2 separate regions of the Sus scrofa genome follow, and region 1 is linked to region 2. A link is a contact called in public Hi-C data. All regions are on one chromosome and are shown on one strand. The core of a region is the stretch at or near the end of the contact, and the rest is flanking DNA. Distances in the headings are between cores, read along the strand shown. Region 1 has its middle 76 kb from the start of PARD3. Region 2 overlaps PARD3 (partitioning defective 3 homolog).

Region 1 (6,118 bases), core at 580-3,079, 160 kb after region 2:
AGTTCTTCCTCTCCCATGAGAAGCCCACAGCCATCCTGCCCACTAGGCATCAAAACCACAAGGAGGCGCCCACGTCAGCTCTGCAGGGGGTAGTGAACAGGTGGGCCAGCCCTGAGCAGGGTGAGGCCAGAGGCAGGAGGAGAGGAAGAAACTTTGCTTGACTAAGTGGAAGGTCTTCTGAACGTCTTCAGATTGTGTTTCTATAACACATACTGTTTCTCTCAGTTTTGGTCTTGTACTTATTTTCTTTAAAACCAAATTTGGGAGTTCCTATTGTGGCTCAGTGGGTTAAGAACGTGACATAGTGTCCTTGAGGGTGTGGGTTCTATCCCTGGCCTTGCTCAGTGGGTTGAGAATCTGGCGTTGCCATAAGCTGTGGCATAGGTCACAGATGTGGCTGGGATCAGGCATAGCTGTGGCTGTGGTGTAGGCCTCAGCTGCAGCTCCAATTCAACTCTTAGCCTGGGAACTTGCATGTGCCACAGGTGCAGTCATAAAAAGAGAAGAAAATTGCTCTTTGTTGTCCAGTTTCCATGGTGTTTGTCATTTTAAAATAAACATCCACCCGTTATGGATGCAGGCACCCGTCCTATGCAGGCCCTTGTTTCTCTGAACACAACTCAGTTCTAGGAATTCCACCGAGGCTGGCAGGGGTGTGAGCCCTGGATGAAATAGACCCAGATTCCAGGCTGGGCCTTGCTGCTTATGAACTCTTAGCTCAGCTGACCTCACATTCCCTCATCTGCAAAATAGGAAAACGAATACCCGCTCCCTGCCGCCTGGAGCAACTAAAGCCCTGCACGCCTGCCCCCGCAGTGAGCATCCTCAGGGGACAGCAGGATTGTGCCTCATGGACTGTGTGCAGAGGTGCATTGTCATTTGTTCAGACACTTTGTAAGCTGTTACGTCCTATCGGAACTTTCTATTAGCAACTTACTTGGACTGCCGGGAAGCACTTGGCGGGGCAGAACCTAGAAAAAGGAAATTGCTCTTTGAATCCCCAAGCGCCTTGTTAGTTCCAGGAAATAGCCAAACAGGCACCAGCGTTACCAGCAGTCAGGGCAGTGGCTCTGGGGATGGTGGCCTTCGTACCTGATGGCCTGAGGCTCCACTCCCAGATCTGGAAAAATGGCAGACGTCACTGTTGGCTGAGTCCAAGGCATGTGGAGGGCCACTCTGCCCACCTTGAAGCGAAGCTCAGGAGCACTGACCCCACAGAGCGGGCCTCTCTCCCCCGGCCATTGTCTCAGGTCCCACCTACCATCTCCTCCAGGCCCAGGCCTCCCCAGACTCCAGGGACACGGCACACGGAAGACACATCCAGACGGACGACCACCAAGAAGACATCCTTGGCAGTTATGTCCTTGACAAAGACATTGATCACGTGGGGTTTAATACCTCCCTTTCCCCTTGTAAACTTCCCTTGTCAGCCAGGGAAAGTTCTAGAGTGGGGCACCCGCCTCTGGCCCCGGCAGCTCCTCGAGCTGCTGCCCCAGAGCTGCCAGCTGAGCCTGATCCAGGGGCTGAGCCAAGCCTGGAGCAGACTCCGCTTCCTTCTCTGTGACCATGAATTGGGGCCTCGATGCCCAGACAGTGCTCCTGCCATCAGCTGCTGATGGACACGTCACAGAGAAGCCACGAGGCGATGCATTCGTGCCAGAGGGAGGGCACGTGTGCTCCTCCCTGCAGTGCAGTGTGGAGGCCAGAACAGTCAGCTTTTGTGTGAATCCGCACATTCAGTCACTAGCTCAGGAATCAGAAAGCGCCCTCGAAGCCGCAAGGTGTTATCCAGATCCAGAGCGGTGTTTTGATTGCTGTGGCTGGCCTCTTGGAATCAGACTGTTTGTTGATTTCACAATCTCTTTCCCTCCGAAAGTCTGTGCTTTGAGCTTGTACAAGGTGTGAGCTTATTTTAAAGCACAGGGACTTAAAATCATTTTATTGTTAGAATTGTACAATGGCCCTTGGAATAAAGACCCCTGGGGGGTGTCCTAAACCAGGGCTGGGAATCACTGACTTAACCACTTGGAAAGGAGCATAAACAGGGCTGGAATTCCAGGCAGACTTGAAAATCTAGTTTGGGAGTTCCTGTTTTGGCTCAGCGGAAACAAATCTGACTAGTATCCATGAGGACGCAGGTTTGATCCCTGGCCTTGCTCAATGGGTTAAGGATCCAGTGTTGCTGTGAGCTGCAGTGTAGGTGGCAGATGTGGCTCGGATCTGGCGTGGCAGTGGCGTAGGCTAGTGACTGCAGCTCTGATTCAACTCTTAGCCTGGGAACCTCCATATGCCGAGGGTGTGGCCCTAAAAAGACCAAAAAAAAAAAGAGAGAGTAAAAAGAAAATCTAGTTTGGGCTTTTTTTCCACAACCCTCTACCTGGAAGCTAGCTGCCATTGCTCTTGTGTGTATGTGTTTTTGGCTTGTTTTGCGTTTTGCTGGGGTTTGTTTCGTTTTTGCTTTGCGGCCTGGGGGCAGGGGTGGAATGAGGGGGTGAGGATGCAAGGGCTTTTGATACACGCGGCTCTCCCTGCAGTCAGGGTCTCTGGTCAGCCTGCTGACTCCCTTCTCTTTGAGCACCTCGAGGTACCCATGGGTGCACGGCTGCTTTTTTTTTTTTTTTCCCTGAGAGTTCAGTTTTATTTGGGGCGAAATTAGGACTTAAGCCCGGGAGACAGCCTCTCAGGCAGCCCTGAGAAACTGCTCCCTGCTCTGTCATTGTTGCTGTTGTTTTAAACGCTCAGAACTGTGATTGCCAGCCTCCCGGGGCAAGGCCTGACCCCACAGCCCAGCCAGAGTGAGAAAGCCAGGATCCGGGGAACAGGCGCATGTCCCCTCACACCCAGGGCTCCTGTTAGTGCGCTTCTCAGAGCTTTCTCTCTTGGAAAAAAATCTCCGTTTTGATTTCATGTATGGGCCTTCCCCCTCCCCCAGCCCCGGGCGCTCCCTTGTCAGGCCATGGCCCTGTCCGATTCCCAGGGCAGCATGTGAGGGGCGAGGCCACCGGCGCCCCGGCCTCATTCTCCAGGTGGTGGGTGGCGGTAGGTCCCCCGGAGCTGGCCTCTCTCTGCCGTGTGTGTCAGTGCGTCCAGGCCTGCGACAGGGCCCCTGAGGTCTGCATTCATGTCCCTGGCTTCATGTGGGACCCACCCCGCCCTGGGCCCGCACAGGTGGGCAGAAGCCCGCTCCCTGTCTCTTCAGCTGCCTTCTCCTTCCTTCAGAAAATGGTTTTCCTTGAGTTCCTGCTGTGGCTCAGCGGGTCAAGAACCTGACATGGTGTCTCTGTGAGGATGCGGATTGGATCCCTGGCCTCTCTTAGTGGGTTAAGGATCCAGCGTTGCTGTAAGCTGTGGCATTGGTCGCGTGCAGCTCAGATCTGGTGTTGCCAGACCCCTGGCCTGGGAGCTTCCATAGGCCTTGGGTGTGGCCCTAAAAAAAAGAAAGAAAAGAAGAGAAAATAATTTGCAACAATATTTTCACTGCAAAAGCAGTTTCCCCCAATGTTCCGAGTCTCCCCGGCAGTGGTTCTGTCAGCTGGAAGGAGCATCATGCGCATCAGTGACAAGCGTGCCAGTACAGGAGTCTGTGAATAAAGGGTAGCGGACGCTAAGGAACCTGCTCGCAGTGCTCAGCTGGTGCTGCGTGTACACACACGTCACTGCGCCGCACACCCAAGACTGAGACGGTGCCGCGGGTCGGTGATATCTGAGCACAGCGTGGGGGAGCATGGCGATGAAATGTGAACTTGCTTTGCAAAGGCCTCCCCTGCCCTGCAGCTTTCAGGAACCTGTGTCTGTGGCTCCTGTGGTGGCCTTGATCAGACCTCCAGGTGGCGGGGAAGCCGACAGGGGAAGACTCCTCTGGCTGCCTGTGACCGGTTGCCTCCCAAGGCCCATGTTCGCCGTGCCGCTGACCGCCGTGAGCGCCGCCCCCCACCCCATCCTGCTCCTGGGCACCTCGGGGCTCCCTCACCACAGAGGCCCCCCACCCCATCGCCTCTGGCCGCAGCTTTAGGACCAGACTGTCTGCAGGGCTTTTTTTCTTTTTTTCTTTTTGGGCCGCACCCCCGGCGTATGGAAGTTCCCAGGCCAGGGGTCCAATTGGAGCTGCCGCTGCCGGCCTGCACCACAGCCACAGCAATACCAGATCTGCAACCTACACCACAGCTTATGACAACACCCCCGGATCCTTAACCCACTGAGCAAGACTAGGGATCAAACCCCACTGACCATATCAGGAACTCCTGGCTGCATTTTTTTTAATGATTTTATTTTATTTTCTATTAAAGTATTGTTGATTTATAATGTTTTACTTTGTTTTGTTTTGTTTTGTTGGCTTTTGTCTTTTTAGGGCTGCACCCACATCATGTGGAGGTTCCCAGGCTCGGGGTCTAATCAGAGCTGTTGCTGCCTGCCTACGCCACAGCCACAGCAATATAGGATCCAAGCCACGTCCGCAACCTCCACCACAGCTCATGGCAACTCCAGATCCTTAACCCACAGAGCAAGGCCAAGGATCAAACCCGCAACCACATGGTTCCTAGTCAGATTCATTTCCCCTGCACCACAGCGAGAACTCCCTGGCTGCATTTTTAACTCCAGCTGCTATACGTACACACCTTAGCACGTCAGCATCCCCCTCCTCCATGGACAGCCGTCCCTGGCAGGGCTTAGTCAGCCGTCTGACCAGACACAGTGTGATTTCAGAGACCTGCTTTAGGATAATCAGGCTTCAGATGTGGATCTTAAGGAGCCTGGGGAAGTGGGGAGATCAGGAGCTCGTAACACAACTGGGGAGAAGGCACTGGCTTCGCGATTATCTTTCCTCGCTAAGGCCGGACAAGGCTCACTGCCCACCTTGTACTTGACCGCAGCCAGCCTGTGGGCTACACAGCATCTCTGAAGGTGAAGTAAGATAAAAACCAGCCTTCAAATAACTTTCCATCTGCCACATGAAAAATGCCAACTCATCTTATCAAACAAAAGTACTTGACGAGGCTAGATGCCGGCTCTACTTCCAGAGCCCAAAGCCATTTTTTATTTTTATTTTTATTTTTATCAATCTAATATGTGCACTCTGCTTTAAAAAAATAAAATCCGTTTGAACAGTTCCACGTCATGAAAACCCACCTTCCCAGCAGTGCTTAAGCCTTGACTGGTCACAGCACCACTCAGGGCCCTGGGAGGGGGTTCCTGCCCGTCACTTGACCTCCCCCATCTTTGACCAGGAGCCCAGCGAGCGGGGCCTGCGTCCTGTGCAGGTGGTGGCCAGGAGGCTGCTGCTGTCAGCAGGGCAGTGGTTGTCTAGGTGGCCCCTGGTCACAGCAGAGGCCCTGGCTCCTTTGGTGGCCATCCTGTAGTCCATTGTGGGAACCAGAGCCTCTCCTCGTCTCCCCATGATTCTTGGAGCTACAGCTAGTTCTTAAACACCTGTCTTCTTAAGAGCAAGTGGATTCTGTTGTCTCAACTAAGAACCCTGATGATAAAGGATTATGGGTTTATAATGAGAAATAGCCTCACCCTAATCCCCCACTCCCACTGGCAACCCTGGGACCATTTTAGCCAATGCGTCTGGTACACATTAACTTTATTTTTCTTTTTGGCCACACCTGCAGCATGTGGAAGTTCCTAGGCTAGGGGTTGAACCCAAGCCATAGCAGTGGCAACAGCAGGTCCTTAACCCACTGAGCCACAAGCAACTCCATATTAACTTTAGATCCAGCGTTTTAACAGGGTTTTTTTTTTTTTTTTTTTGTGAACTTAACTACCTACTTCTGTTTTTCCTCTTTTTTTCTCCAAATGTATTTGTGTGTTAATGGTCCACTTTATAGTAGCAATGTAGATATTTACTATTGAGTTAAGGAGTGTACCATATGCTTCCCTTTTCATGTGTCTTGCCTTCCTTTCTTTCTTTCATCTTTTAGGGCCACACACACAGCATATGGAGGTCCCCAGGCTAGGGGTCAAATTGGAGCTGCCGCTGCCAGCCTAAACCACAGCCGCTCCAAATCCAGGCCTTGTCTGTGACCTACACCATAGCCCATGGCAACGCTGGATCATTAACCCAATGAGCGAGGCCAGAGATTGAACCCCACATCCTCATGGATCCTAGTCGGGTTCA
Region 2 (6,528 bases), core at 2,611-5,110:
CACGCTCACACCTCAGCCAGGAGACAGATGCTGTTCTTAATTTTTTTTTTTTTTTTCGGTCTTTTTAGAGCCGCACCCATAGCATGTGGAAGTTCCCAGGCTAGGAGTGGAATCAGAGATGCAGCTGCCAGCCTACACAGCCACAGCAACATGGGATACAAACCACAGGACACAAACCACGTCTGCGACCTACACAACAAGTTAGGGCAACGCCAGATCCTTAACCCACTGAGCAAGACCAGGGATCGATTCTGCGTCCTCATGGATACTAGTCAGATTCATTTCCACTGAACCACGATGGGAACTCCTGTTTTGATTTTCAAACTATCACAGTCCAGTACAAGCAAAACGCTTTTTAAAAAAAATCCAATGTTTAGGGGAGTTCCTGTCGTGGCGCAGCAGAATCAAATCCGACTGGGAACCACGGGGTTGCAGGTTCAATCCCTGGCCTTGCTCAGTGGGTTGGGGATCCAGCATTGCTGTGAGCTGTGGTGTGGGTCGCAGTCGTGGCTCGGATCCCTTGTTGCTGTGGCTGTGGTGTAGGCCCGCAGCTGTAGCTCTGATTATACCCCTAGCCTGGGAACCTCCATGTGCAGCGGGTGAAGCCCTGAGAAAGACAAAAAGACCAAAACAAAACAAAACAAACAAAAAAAAAAAAAATCCAACGTTTAGGAATTAGTGCAATTCAATCAGATCAATATTCCTAGAAAAACAAATTTAATATATGTTGCCAAGTGGTTGTATTATTTGACAGAGTCCCTTGTTGCTTTAAATTCTATAAGAGAAGGTGATGATATAATTTTTGTCCTGACTATCCCAGGGTCTTTCATTCTACCTGCCTCACTCCAGCTACAGATTTGTAAATTAAGATTTAAAAGGCTCAAGACATTACATTTCAGTACTTATTTTACTAGGAAATGCAGAGGGGATAAACGCTGTCATTTCACAACAAACCAGTCTCAGTTCATCCACCTATGAAAATATCACCCTTGGAATATGTACAGTCGGCCTTCCGTATCCACGGTTTCTGCATCTAAGGATTCCAACAATTGCGTGGATGAAAAATACTTGGAAAAAATGTTCCAGAAATTTCCAAAAAGCAACATTTGAATTTGCCACATGCCAGCATATTTTGCATGGCATTTACATTGTATTTACAACTATTTACATATCATTTACATTTCATTTACAACTATTTACATCGCACTTACATTGTATTAGGTGTTATAAGTTATCTAGAGATGATTTAAAGTGGACAGTAGGATGTGGCAGGTTATATGCAAATACTATGCCACTTTATATAAAGGATTTGAGCATCCACAGATCTTGGTACCTTGGTGTTTAAGGGGTCCTGGAATCAAGCCCCCATGGATACTGAGGAAGAACTGTACAATATTATGTAAAAGTCCTACCACTGAAAAATGGAATTTCAGTAAAACAAATCATATTTCTGTCATTTTTTGAGTTGACCAAAGAATGAGAGTGAATTTGCAATTTGAGGAAGAAACCAATTAAGCAATCTTCCTTTCATACACTAAATTGCCTCCTGTTTCATTACTGTAGCTTTGTGGTCAATCCTACAGGGAGGGGACCCCCCCATCCCCTCCCACAGGAAATACACCAAGAAAGTCATTGTGAACACAACAGCCTGTATCACTCCCACACCTCAGCCTGGAAAGAGATGCTGTTTTGTTCTCAATCCAACTTGTCTTTCCTCTTCTAGATAAAATAAGAAGCAAAAAGGGTTTCAAGTACATGGGGAACAGTCACCCAAAATTCAGCCACAGGCTGAGTCATAAAACAAGTCTCAGTAAATTTCAAAGTACAGAAATAATATAGTGTCTGTCCCCTAGGCACAGAAATAAATTATAAATCAATAATAAAGATATTTGGAAAATCTCCAAATTTTTGGACACTTTAAAATTAAGGAACATGCTTCTAAATAACTCAAGGCTAAAAAAAACTCACAAGGGAAATTAGGTTTTGAACTGAGTGATAATAAAAATCAAACATATCACAATTTTGTGGATAGCAGCTAATGCTCGATGGGGAATTTATAGCTCTACATGCTTATGTTAAAAAAAGAAAAAAGGTCTAAAAGCAATTATCTAAGTTTGTGCCTTAATAAGCGTAGGAAAAAAAAAAAGACAAGCAAATTAAACCAACGTAAGAAAAAAGACAATAATAAAGCTAAATGATGCAGCAATGAAATAGAACATGGACAAATAGAGAATATCAACCATACCAAAAGTTGAGTCCTTGAAAAATTAATAAAACTGACAAATCCCTATTTATATTAATCAAAGAAAAAGAGAAATCATAAAGTAAAATACCAGGGATGCAAAAGGGTCATCACTACAAATCATACAGATATTAAAAAGCTAATAATAGACTATTAGGAGCAACTTTATGCTGATAAATTTGACAACTTAGATGAAATGACCAATTCCTTGAAAGACACAAATTACCAAAACTGATATCAAAAAATACCGAAAATTTGAACATCCCTCTTTCAAAACATAAATTCATAATTTGAAACCTTCCCAGAAAGATAAGTCCACACTCAGAGGGCTTCATTGGTGAATTCTCTCACAAACATTTAAGGAAGAATTCATGCCAATTTTACATAAACTCTTTCAAGAATTAGGATTGGCCTCACTCAGTGGATTAAGAATCCGGCATTGGCGTTGCCGTGAGCTGTGGTGTAGGTCACAGACGCGGCTCGGATCCCAAGTTGCTGTGGCTGTGGTGTAGGCTGGCAGCTGCAGCTCCAATTAGACCCCTAGCCTGGAAACCTCCGTGTGCCCCGGGTTCGGCCCTAAAAAGCAAATTTTTTTAAAAATTTGCATAATGCAGCAGGATTACTTTTTAACAATCTGAAATCAAGAATATAGTGATTAAACCTAGAAAACTAAGACGCAGCCCAGAGCCATATTCAGAATGCACTCCATTAAGTCTCCAGATTGGCTGTGAGGATTCTAGTAGCCTGGGCTAGAAGGCAACCCCTGTTACTGACACACGCTCTTAAGAGAACTACGGCTGTAGGTATCACCAGGAAGAAATTTCCCTGGTGGATTCTCAGAGAGAAGGCTAAGTAAGACACAGTAACCCCCTGGCCTCAAAACTCACCTGTAATAAACCCAGCCTTGAGTTTCACAGGTATGCTTATTTGATCATCTCAAAATTAAAAGGAAATGACATAATGCCAAAAGCAATGGGAGAGGGGCAGCAGCCCACACTCTGACCCAGCCACCCAGCTCTCTCACTCTAAGTTACCCAGCTTTGCTCCCCAAATTCCAGAATGTTACAGCTACAAATTTCCATGGGAAGGGTCTCTGTATCATGAAGATATCTGTATCTCCATGAACGAATACATGATGAAGTCATCATTATCAACATCCCTAAAAGAGGCTTTGAGCTATGTCTTTAATCTCTCTGTGCCTTTTTTTCTTTTCTCATTCAGGAAAATGTCAAAGAACAAAATTATGGGAGTTCCTGTTGTGGCGCGACAGAAACAAATCCTACTAGTATCTATGAGGATGCGGGTTCAATCCCTGGCCCCGCTCAGTGGGTTAAGGATGCAGCATTGGCACAGGCTGTGGTGTAAGTTGCAGATGCAGCTCAGATCCAGCATTGCTGGGGCTGTGGTGCAGGCCAGCACCTGTAGTTCCAATGTGACCTCTAGCCCCAGGTGTGGCCCAAAAAAAGGGGGGGGGATCATGGGTGATCATCTTCTTGAAAGACCTCTTCTACAGAGCAGGTCTGAGTTTGAGGCTGTTGCAAAGAAAATGTATTCTTCTAGCCTGAGATAAATTGCACTCAGCTCCTACCTGGAGGGCTGTTCTTTTACTGTAGTCCTTTGCACTAACCGCTGACAATGACAGTTCTCACCGTTCTGCTCATGCTGACCAGCGAGTGGATATCACATTGTCTGAACCACTGAACCAAATTTGTTTAGAAGCAACACAAAAACCCTCTATGTCCTACAAATTAAGGTGCTTCCTAAAAAGAACACTTTTTAGGCCATCAAGGAAGATAAAACAACTTTTATTTGCCACTGAAACCACTGAGCTTTCAGTGAAGGCAAAGAATTTGGAGGTCATGAATAACAACAGAAAATTAAATGTTAACTGGTAAAATCTAAAAATTTCCAACTCCCAGCTACTAGTTTAATGTTTCTCCAGCACGCTACACACCTTTTGCCAAAATCTTTTGTCTAAACTTAAACCACAGGAAAAGTAAATACTGTAATGAATTCGCAAATATTTACAAGAGGCGAGCAAAGAAGCAAGCCAACCAAATTCAAGGAGACAGGCATAATGGGAAATAAGCCCAGGCTCAGGGTTCCCAGCTGCTCAGAATTGATAGGGTAAGAATAAAAGGAAGAGAGTTCCCATCGTGGCTCAGTGGTAATGAACCCGACTAGTATCCATGAGGATGCAGGTTCGATTCCTGCCCTCACTCAGTGAGTTAAAGAACCAGCATTGCCCTGAGCTGTGGTGTAGGTCACAGATGTGGTTCCCCCGTTGCTGTGGCTGTGGTGTAGGCCAGCAGCTGTAGCTCCGATTCAACCTAGGAACCTCCATATGCCTCAAGTGTGGCCCCAAAAAGACAAAAGACAAAAGACAAAAAAAAAAAAAAAAAAAAAAAAAAAAAAGTAAAAGGAATAGGAAGACTTTTACAAGACTGAATCTCAAAAAGAATAGCTTTTTGTGAAATTGATCCCAGCAATTAATCTTTCCTTGAAAAAGAGCCAGGAGGAAAGTGTTCCATGTCCCAGGAGCTATCAGAGGAAACATCGCACACCATCCCTGTGACTTTCGAGCTTATGAAAACAGCAAAGCACCGAATAGTCACTGATAACATTAACATGGAGTCCACCCTGCTTCCTGTGGAGGAAGGTCTGAGATGCAGACAGCCTGATTTCTGCCCTCCCCCAGCGCAAAGCGCTTCCAAGCCTCTTTAGAAGTATCTTGGTTTTGAGTTCCCATTGTGGCTCAGTGGTTAATGAATCCGACGAGGAACCATGAGGTTGCAGGTTCGATCCCTGGCCTTGCTCAGTGGGTGAAGGATCCAGTGTTGCCGTGAGCTGTGGTGAAGGCCAGTGGCTACAGCTCTGAAGAAGTATCTTGGTTTCATCTTTAAAATGCATATAAAATGCCCATCTTAGACCATAATATCTGTGTGTGTCTTACACAAACCTGCAGCCCTGGATACAGGGACAGGCAGCTCTCAGCCCCATCGGTGAGGGTCAGCCCCTGAGAGATCCCTCAGCTTTCAGCACCGAGCCGACTCAGGCCCCCAGGAGGCCCTCCGAAAGACCCGGGTCCCCGGCCTCTTCCCCCACTGCCCACCCGCCCTTCAGATCCCCCTCTCTCCTGCCCTCTGGAGGAAGGGAGGTGACACAGCCGGAAAGGAGCAGGCGGGGATCAGACCAGGAAAAGGAAATGAGGAGTTTCTCTCTGTCCACTGCACACCTAAGGGCCTCCCTAGGGCAGTGAAACACTTGCTTCCCTCTTCCTTGGACTTTATACCAAAATCCAAAGATAACACCATTAATCATGTGTGAAAGCTCAAACCAAGTCACGACTAACCAGTGATTTCCTGACCGCGCGTGGCAGCTCAACTTTATTTACCAGCATCTCTACCACCTACTACAAGTACTGAAAAGTCCCATTACAGGCACTCCTCAGAGGGGTCTTTTTCTGTAAGACAAAATGTGAGGAGGAAAAACAATTTCTTTACTACAAGTTCTCTAAGATTTCAGTGTAAGCATATCTACACGCTGTCACTAGTAAGAAAAGGTAGCCAGACTTCCCACTGCGGCTCAGCAGTTAATGAACCGACTACGATCCATGAGGATGCAGCTTCGATCCCTGGCCTCGATCAGTGGGTTAAGGATCTGGCATTCCCATGAGCTGTGGTGTGGGTCGAAGATGCAGCTCCGATCCAGTGTTGCTGGGGCTGTGGTGTAGGCCAGCAGCTGTAGCTCCGATTAGACCCCTAGCCTCGAAACTTCCATATGCCATGGGTGTGGCCCTAAAAAAAAAAAAAAGAAGAAGAAGAAGAAGAAAAAAAAAAAAAGATATCCAATTTAAAAGAAAAAAAAAAAGGCAGCATGATCAGAACTTTTATCAGATATCTGTCTGGTAAGCAGATCAAACTTAAATTTTATTTCTCAAAATCCCTAATATCAAGCTAACTACAATCCAATAAAAAGAGTAAATTATGCTTCTGTAAACATGAAATCCATCAGTTTTCCACTTATTTCCCACTGACAAAATGAACCCATAAACAGTGAAACCATCACTTATTCAGAAAAAAAAAGGCATAAAGAGTATGTAAGCAGGAGTTCCCGTCGTGGCGCAGTGGTTAACGAATCTGACTAGGAACCATGGGGTTGCAGGTTCGATCCCTGGCCTTGCTCAATGGGCTAAGGATCCAGCGTTGCCATGACCTGTGGTGTAGGTTGCAGACGCAGCTCAGATCCCACCTTGCTGTGACTGTGGTGTAGGCTGGTGGCTACAG

What was found. A called contact is a pair of places that touch in the nucleus more often than the background predicts.
Region 1: a Hi-C map of liver shows a contact between it and region 2, with 1.9 times the contacts expected there. The contact joins two enhancer-like sites. A contact is called at or near these places in 3 of 47 Hi-C or Micro-C datasets (embryonic fibroblasts and liver).

Annotation. Positions count from the first base shown.
Region 1 is chr10:57,672,987-57,679,104 of Sscrofa11.1, forward strand. No RefSeq gene overlaps it. Among named protein-coding and RNA genes, the nearest start is that of PARD3, 76 kb to the left of the region's middle. Within about 2 kb of position 1,830, at least 4 of the 83 cell types and tissues checked have an H3K27ac peak or open chromatin away from gene starts, as enhancers often do. A contact at or near this core is called in liver, where this site is marked.
Region 2 is chr10:57,509,296-57,515,823 of Sscrofa11.1, forward strand. The region is part of intron 1 of PARD3 (partitioning defective 3 homolog); the gene reads right to left. Among named protein-coding and RNA genes, the nearest start is that of PARD3, 88 kb to the right of the region's middle. Within about 2 kb of position 3,861, at least 7 of the 83 cell types and tissues checked have an H3K27ac peak or open chromatin away from gene starts, as enhancers often do. A contact at or near this core is called in liver, where this site is marked.